2 separate regions of the Rattus norvegicus genome follow, and region 2 is linked to region 1. Evidence: chromatin contacts called from public Hi-C data. All regions are on one chromosome and are shown on one strand. Each heading gives the region's core, a stretch centred on a gene start, on an enhancer-like site or on the middle of the called end of the contact. The rest is flanking DNA. Distances are from core to core; before and after follow the strand shown.

The links. A called contact is a pair of places that touch in the nucleus more often than the background predicts.
Region 2: a contact with region 1 is called in a Hi-C map of the A7r5 cell line, with 5 times the contacts expected there. The contact joins two enhancer-like sites. A contact is called at or near these places in 2 of 12 Hi-C or Micro-C datasets (the A7r5 cell line and mammary epithelial cells).

Annotation. Positions count from the first base shown.
Region 1 is chr17:34,947,442-34,951,507 of GRCr8, forward strand. The region is part of intron 4 of Cdkal1 (CDK5 regulatory subunit associated protein 1-like 1); the gene reads left to right. Among named protein-coding and RNA genes, the nearest start is that of Cdkal1, 22 kb to the left of the region's middle. Within about 2 kb of position 2,395, at least 5 of the 93 cell types and tissues checked have an H3K27ac peak or open chromatin away from gene starts, as enhancers often do. A contact at or near this core is called in the A7r5 cell line, where this site is marked.
Region 2 is chr17:35,292,409-35,296,474 of GRCr8, forward strand. The region is part of intron 11 of Cdkal1 (CDK5 regulatory subunit associated protein 1-like 1); the gene reads left to right. Among named protein-coding and RNA genes, the nearest start is that of Cdkal1, 370 kb to the left of the region's middle. Within about 2 kb of position 1,768, at least 4 of the 93 cell types and tissues checked have an H3K27ac peak or open chromatin away from gene starts, as enhancers often do. A contact at or near this core is called in the A7r5 cell line, where this site is marked.

The DNA of each region.
Region 1 (4,066 bases), core at 1,145-3,644:
AAGTGAAAGGCTTGCCTTCTGACCTGGATGCTTTGGAGGACATGCTTGCTCCAGACTTCCTGTAGCATGGGCGGTGCTGTTATTAGTATGAGTCTAGCTCCTTCATCTCTTCTTGGAGATGGCAAACTCTGGGCTTGGTAAATAACAAAGGGTTAGTTTCCTGCACGACTTTATGTTTACAGACTCTGGTAGGAAAAATAGAAAAAAAAAAAACCAAAAAAATGCACTAAAAACAAAATAAAACCTTTATTCCCAGAAATGGACAAAATCAGCTAAGTGTTTAAAACATGTGTTAACAAATTCCATCTCAAGCCATACATCCAGGCTGTCTGGATTCAAATTTGTATCTCAGGCTGGAGTGGGAGTAGTCAAAGGTGCTACTGTACTAGCAATATTTCCTCCAAGTAGTTCAGTCAAACAACATTATATGTTTGTGTGATTCAGAGATCGGCTGTGCGGAGTTTTGCCTGTCTTCTGTAGCTGTCTCGTAATAATGTGCTAATTTATGCTGATGATCTTACCTCATGACCCTTCTGTGTGGCCTAGATATGTTAATACGCTATAGCTTTTTAATTTCAATCATCCGTGTTGGCTGAATCTGCTTGTTAGCGCCCACTACCATTTATACTAGTCTGTGTCAAGGCCTGGTAGAGGACAAGAAAAATGTATCTCAGAATCAATTTCTTTAAGCATGCATTAGTAATGGAAGAAATTATAAGATAGACATAATTTTAATAAGACTGTTATGTCTGAACATTCATTGCGAATAGTAAGTATTCTTACTACCGTCAGCTTTTAATTAAGAAAGGGAGTCGGGTCATTGGCTTTATTAAGCAAAGGCTCATGACCATCTTTTGATTTTTTTTTTTTTTTAATGTCTGAGAGGAAGTATCCAAAACAGAAAAGTAGGTATCACAGGCAGTTTTACAGAAGCTAGCGCTCCTTGGTTATACCTATGTCTCTAGTCCTTAACCGTGAGTCATGTATTTAAATACTGCACAGTGTATGGTGGAGAAATTGAGAACTCTATGTAGAGAAAGAGTCAAGCTGACCAAAGTTTAAATAGCTAAGTCTGTTACAGTGAAAATTCCGTAGGGGAAATTTATAGATCTTAAATACATTTTCTTACATTTTTGTCAACAGAATATTTTTATCTTTATTATAGAAAATATACTTAGGATATTTCTTCCTTATATTTAGCCTTTTATATGGTAGGAACAGTATCTACTGTTCTGTTGAGTTCTGCCCTAAAACTGTTTCTTCTCCAGCCTTTGGATCAACTTTTGTTCTTAAGGATACTGATAAATCCAAACACCGATAAAACCTGGAGAATGTTGTCATAGAAATGATTCTGGCTTCTCTAGGCCCATGACTCTTCATGTCAGGAATGGTTCTAGGGCTGTTACAATGACCAGTAAATGGCTGGCAGACATTAGCCTTTAGGCTCTAATGAAGAAACTTCCCATCTATGATGTCTTAGACTCCAGTACCTTACATGCACTGACCATGCTAATGAAATTTGAATCAAGCATGTATTTAATGGCTTTTGATCAATTTAGATGTCTTTTAGTTGTCTATGTTTCCCTCCTGTGTATCTTTGTCTGTGGTGAGTGTTAATTAGGAAGCGAGGTAAACTCTGATGGCTTCTTTGGGTAGTCAGCGAGTCAGACAGCAGTGATTTTTATCAGAGAAATATGTGGGATTAGGTGTCAGAGGATATGGAGTCTTGTTCCAAAAATGGCTGGTAGTCAGTGAACATCCTCATCTTTTCTCAGGTTTTTAATTCTCACAAATGAATCATGTTGACTATGGCAGAAGTGAGAGGCCGGGTACACCATGTAACTTTGTCTGAGGTGAAGCCCTTGATTAGAACTGTCAGGTGTGAAGCTCTGTTTGAACTTTTCTTACTCTTCCCTTCCCTGCCCTGTCCCACGCAGACCCCACTCAGGTCCTTCTTTTACAGTGCCGTGGCCTCCAGCCTCTCTTTCCCACCTGTTTGTGCTTTGCTCTTACTGGGACGCACCCGAGTAAAGAACAGTCTTCTCCTTTTGTGTTCCTAGCACCCACTGTATTTTGCCTACAATATGTACTTGATTAGGATTTAATGGTTTATGTCAATATTCATGCCATTTTATGGGAAGCAAACAGAGCTTGCTCTGTATGTGTTTTCTCTTTCTTGTGCTGCTCTTGTCCCTTGTTAGGTACAAAGCAAGGGATGACATGCTACCACCTGAACAGACAGGGTTTAGCATCTTTGTAGTCTGTATTTAGTTATTAAGTTTTCGAGGCCCTTTCTTCCAGCAAACCAGTGAAATGGCTTTGTCCGTACCTTTCAGATGTGATTCATAGGCTCTGGTGACCATGAGTCAGTAAAAAGGCACATGCTCTTTGCTACTTTCCTCCGTTGGCTCTTTTCCTCTTTTTACTTACTGGTGACTCCTTGGCGCATCTGGCCAGTGTTGGGTGTTTCTTTCTGACTTACCATTTCTTCTGTACCTGCCAAACAAATGCTTTTACTCTGGTCAGGAGCATTTCCAGTGAGTTAGTTTTACTGTTGGCGTAGTCATGGACCACCTGATAAATCCCAGTGTGTCACACTAATGAGTGCTGACTGCCAGTCACCAGATTGTTTGGTTTGGGGATATCTTACTGATGGTTTTGAGTGTAGAAAAAATTTCTTTTCTGATTGTAAAATTAACCTCCAAATAATACATTTTTCACCCATAGCTGTTTTTGTGTGGTTCAAGTTTCTAGAAAGAGTGATATATTGAACTTAAATCTGTATGTAGGGGGGAGGGGAGAAAAAGCAAAGGCATAGTGTTAGATTGTACAGGAATGACCAACTGGCCCTGTGGCCTTAGTGACACTGTCCAATGTTCCTGAACCACAGGTTATTCATAAATAAGATGAACACATGAAGTCCAGTGCGCCTCAGACTCTTTATAGATTCATTTATTCACTAGGTATGCATGGATCGCAGGCCTGTGCTGTGTATTCAACCAAGGAGACAAATCTGGTCTTACCCTTGCAAGAAGACTTCCATCTCCCCTCTGTCCGTCCACCTGCCCTTCTCCCTGCTTGCTGGTTTGGTCAGTGGGTAGATAAGGAGCAAATGAAGCAATGTGAAGTGATTCATGACAAATTCATGGGCTCTTGTCTTATGTACAAAATGACTGACCTTTTTTTTTTGTGAACATAAATGGTCTATAGATACAATAGCTGATATTTGCTTTAATGTTATTAAAATGAGGTGGATTATCTAGTAATGGCAAATTAATTAGGTGCTTTTTAAGTGAGAAGGTGGAAGACTTGGCTGTTATAAGTTTAGGTGCAGTGTATATAAAACAGGAAAAGGATTTATTCTTGACATTGAAAAGCAACTTAAAGAAAAGCACAAGATCTGGGTAGTTATTCATACAGCTGTGGGTGCTGAATATCAGAAGTAAGTTTATTTTGGGGAAAATCATCTTTGGTATAAGTCAGGCCTCTTATTTTGAACATTTTACCTTTATTCTGGAGAACTGAAATTTATTATGTTACAAATGGGAAAATTAATTTGAATGGAGTTAATACAAAGGAATAAAATATCATTTAATTGAGAAATAGGGTAAGGTCTCCAAAATGAGGACACATTTCTTACTTGTACTCGTCTGAAGGAAGCCCGGGTTTGTACAGGTTTGTACAGGTTAGTTCAGGTTTGTACAGGTTTGTACAGGTTAGTTCAGGTTAAGTTCAGGAGAGTTTAGCTGTGGGCAGATGCCAGGTTGGTGTCGAACAGTTCAATTCTCTGACTTCTCCGAAGACACTGATGAGGGCAGCTAACCTTATTGGTTATTAGGTGGCAAGAGTAAGTTCAATTTTCTCTGTACTCGTGACGATTAGAGGCTGGTTCTAGCATATCTAGTGCTCGAGTTTCAAGGCTACCTCTATTTGAGAGCTGCTTTGGGGAGATAACCTTGTACCACATACATTTTAATGAGTGCATTCCTTTTACCACCTGCTGAAGCCGACTCGGAGTGACTACTGACCTGAAGTGAATGCCTGCGTTCAATATTAATATGGCATG
Region 2 (4,066 bases), core at 518-3,017, 340 kb after region 1:
ATAGCCTTTGTGTCCTTTCTGTAAATGAGTGTATGTTCAAAAGCCAGAATGCCCAAGTCTTGAGGCACAGAAATCAGATGATTCTCTTTTCTACATACTCCTGTCAAATTCCACCCTTCTTGTCTCATAAGCTTTAGTCTCTAAATTTCCTGGCTAATTGGCTCCTTATTTGTACATATCTCTACTCTCCAGTAACCAAAATTTTGTCTTCCAAATAGTATTTGCCCAAAATAATCCTGATTTGTGGTTTACTTTGCAGTTAGGTTTTCATTTATGCTACGGTGGCGAGAAGAAACGATAATCAGGGCAGCGATTGGTGTTTAGTGTACTGTTGACCACACCTACTTAACTTCTGTGTGGCATAACTAGGGGCACATCCATTCTGGTCTCCTCATTTTTCACAGTTGCCATTCTTGGGTGGTGTGTGAGTTACCACATGGTGAGATGTACAGTGGCCTCACAAGAGGAAGCCCTAGTGCTGGAAGAAAGGTTTGGGATATTAACATGTGATGTTCTCTTTCTTACTAATTGCTAGGTGAAGGTGGTAAAGGTAATTAAATACGGAGTTTGGCAGTTATGTTTTAGCCAGAGAAATAGGTTTTCTTATAGATTTTACTATATATGTATCGCTAGTTTATATTTCACAGTTATGTGATATAGAATGACTTTGGAAACATGTCAATAAAGCATCTAAACATTTGAAGCAATTTTCTTGTCTGGATGGACTCTAAAACAGCATGAGAGGTGGCATGAGACTGTGCAGCTCTGACAGCCTCATTTAGTAATTGAGGCGGTTTCCAGAAAATTGTGAGATATCGAATTATATCTTCACAATTTAGTTAGGTTATATTTAGTTAGGTAGGTAGTTGCTTGGTTATGATTGTGGGGCAGGTGTTAATTATGAGAACATGATGACTCAAGGGCATCTGTGTCACCAAAAGTGACCTCTCCTTATTAGAATGCTGTCTTACGGCTCAGTGGGACTTCTTCATACACTGATCACTGTTTGGAACTTATATAACATTGTATCGGTTCACTCCTTTGCTTAGTCATTCCTCATGAGGAAACACTTGGATTCTTTCCAGTTTGCTAGCAGCTTGTAAGGGTTCTGCATGAGTTCTTTTTTCCTTTCTTGCTTTTGAGGTGGAAGCCATAGCCACAGGTTACACTTTACAATTAAATAGAAATGTATGTATGCCGTCATTATAGCTAATACATAAATGTCGGATAATATGAAACAATGATTGGATACATTTGTATTTTACTGTTTTGTGGGTTCATTGTACATATAGTTAAAATACACAATTTTAGCCTGTGTGGGGTTAATTCCTTTGAAGTAGGCTGTGACAGATTTCCAGTTGAAGGTAAGGAACAAGCCTGTTAGATTTGATCTGAAATAAACTAATTTTTCTAGTTTCAATGTGAACCTCACCTTTTGAGTGACAGGACTTGAAACAAACTTAGAGGTCCCCTTCATACTAAAACGCTAGCTACCCTTAATGACTTGGACACTGTTATTTCTGTTTCGCGGGATTGTATGAATTATCGTTATATCTTTGCTTTTATGGTATAGTTGTGCTCTTATCACAGTTTATTCCATGCTGAGTCACAGACAGGAGAGCAGCAGTCCATGTTTTTATTATTCCTGTGAGAAAAGGCAGACTTTCATGATGCATTTTCCAGGAATTCATTGTGGAGAAAAACGGAGACAGCCGGTGTATAAACCAGACACATACGCAGTCTTAAGGAAGATATTATCAGAGAGAATTGTTTCCTTTCCAGACACCCCGGGTTGTTTGGTTGCCTTTATCTGTTATTGGACACGACCTTGTGAATTATGTTGTCCGTTTACGATAGCTACTAATACCAGTGGCGCTCAGAACCTTCTTGGCATGCGTCAGCTCTCTCCTGTTCATCCTTTTCCTGACCCCTCACTCTGTGGTACCTCCTACAACAGGTGTGTTTCTTGTCCATCCAAGGCCCCTATGCCACCTGCATTTCCTCTATGGCCGAAACTTGCTGAAGAAGTTGAACACTTTAGTCCCGCTAGAGCTGTCTTCGTGGTTGCTAAGTCCCCTTCCTTTTCACTCTATTCCTCCATGTTCCTATTAGCCACATCGAATCTTTTCCCTGCAGTTTATCTTCATTCTGTAAGCACCAAAGCGAATCCTCAGCAACAAGACCAGACTTCCCAGAAAGGGCTGCTGTGTCCACCCTCCTCCCACAGCTCACTATACATTAGCCTTTCACCATCCTTCCTATGCCAAGTGTGGCTTGGGGCACAGTCAAGCAGATCCTCATGCACACAAGGGGAGAGGAGTGATAACGGCTGGCCTGGAGCCTCTCGTGTCCTTGTTCCTAAAAGTAGGATCATGTGAGGGAGGACCTGGGCGGAGCTGGTGAGGGCTTTGGCCTACCAGCCTGATTTAGAACCTGCTACATACACACGGGCACTCAGCCGAAATGGAGGGAGAAATAAGGCTAGATTCAGGAATGCAACAGGCCAGAGCAGGAGCTAGGAAGCTGAAGGAAGATGTGAGGCAGTAGGGTCAGTGGACAGGGTTCAGTCACCCTGGCGAGCGAGCCTGGGGATCTGTACATTAAGTTTCCTTTCTTGACTGCTGAAGCAACCTCCCTGTTACTCCCCCTCTTCAACCTTGGTCAGAGTCATCCGTCCATTTCAGGGTCCATTCTGTGCCGTGTCAGGTCTCAGAACTGAGTAGGCATTATCTCTTTTGATCTTCCCAGCATTCAACGGGCATTTATTAGTCGGCTTGCGTTGTCATAACAAAGTACCACACATTGAGTGGCTTAAACCACAAAAATGTGTTTTCTTAAAGTTCTAATAGCTGAAAGTAGAAGAACAAGGTGTCGGTAGATTCTGTCTGGTGAGGACTCTTGCCCTGACTTGCAGATGGCTGCCTTCTCTCCACATCTTCTATGTGTATGAGACTGAGAGGGAGAGCTTGCTGACCTACCTCACCCTGAGGTCAACAGCCCTGTTGAATTAAGGTTTGCCCTTCAGGGCTTTATTTACCACATATATTCCTGGTGAGGGCAAGGCACAGCTCTAATGTCAGGGGATGGGGATCCATTTCATTGTATAACAGCTGGTTAGGGATTATCCTCCATGTACATTAACATCAGGTGCTGAGGGATGCTGCTGTCCTGCTCGTTCTTATAACCATCATCTAACTAATGTCATGAGTTCTTTTGCTTGAAGTATTGATCACTATCCAAATTAGAGAGCAGGGGAAGAGGAGGTGGAGGAAGGGGCAGAGAGAGAGAGAGAGAGAGAGAGAGAGAGAGAGAGAGAGAGGAGGAAGAGGAGGAGGAAGAAGAGGAAGAGGAGGAGGAAGAGGAGGAGGAGGAGGAGGAGGAGGAGGAGGAGGAGGAGGAGGAGGAGGAGGAGGAATTCTGTGGAGTTTCCTTCTTGAAAGGCTTGGTCTTCAGAGTGGGGAGAGTAAGATACCTGGGTTACTTTCCCCAGCTTCAGAGTTATGTGAAAATAGCAGCGTTTTCTATCATTTACCTTCTTTTGATTTTTTTTAATTCACCTGATCTTTTGTTTTATGATGAAATTTATTTTCAGTAACTTTATTCCCTTTTTAGGAAAAAAATCATTTTTTACTGTTTTCATTTATGTTTTGGCCAGCAAACAAAGGCTAGGAAGACATCCTCGGAGAATGCTCTTTTTTCTTTTTCCTTTTTTCTTTTTTTCCAAACAAAGTAAGCCTTCCAGTCTGTCTCTGGAGAAGCTTGCTGGAGGACTGATTTAGTCACCCTTATGACCCATTTTCTGTTCATTGAACCTGACAGGGCTGCCCCATTTCACTCTGAGAATTTGTTTGCCCTTGCTATATATAACAAATGACCTCAAATTTCGTGGCTTGGACTGACATAAATATATTCTCTCAATTTCTATAGATAGAAACTTGGTACCAGTCACTTCTTGTCCTGGTTGGGGTTACTATTGCTGTGATGAAACAGTATGGCCAAAAGCAAGTTGGGAAGGAAAGGGTTATTTAGCTTATTTTTACTCATAGTAGATCATCATTGAAGGAAG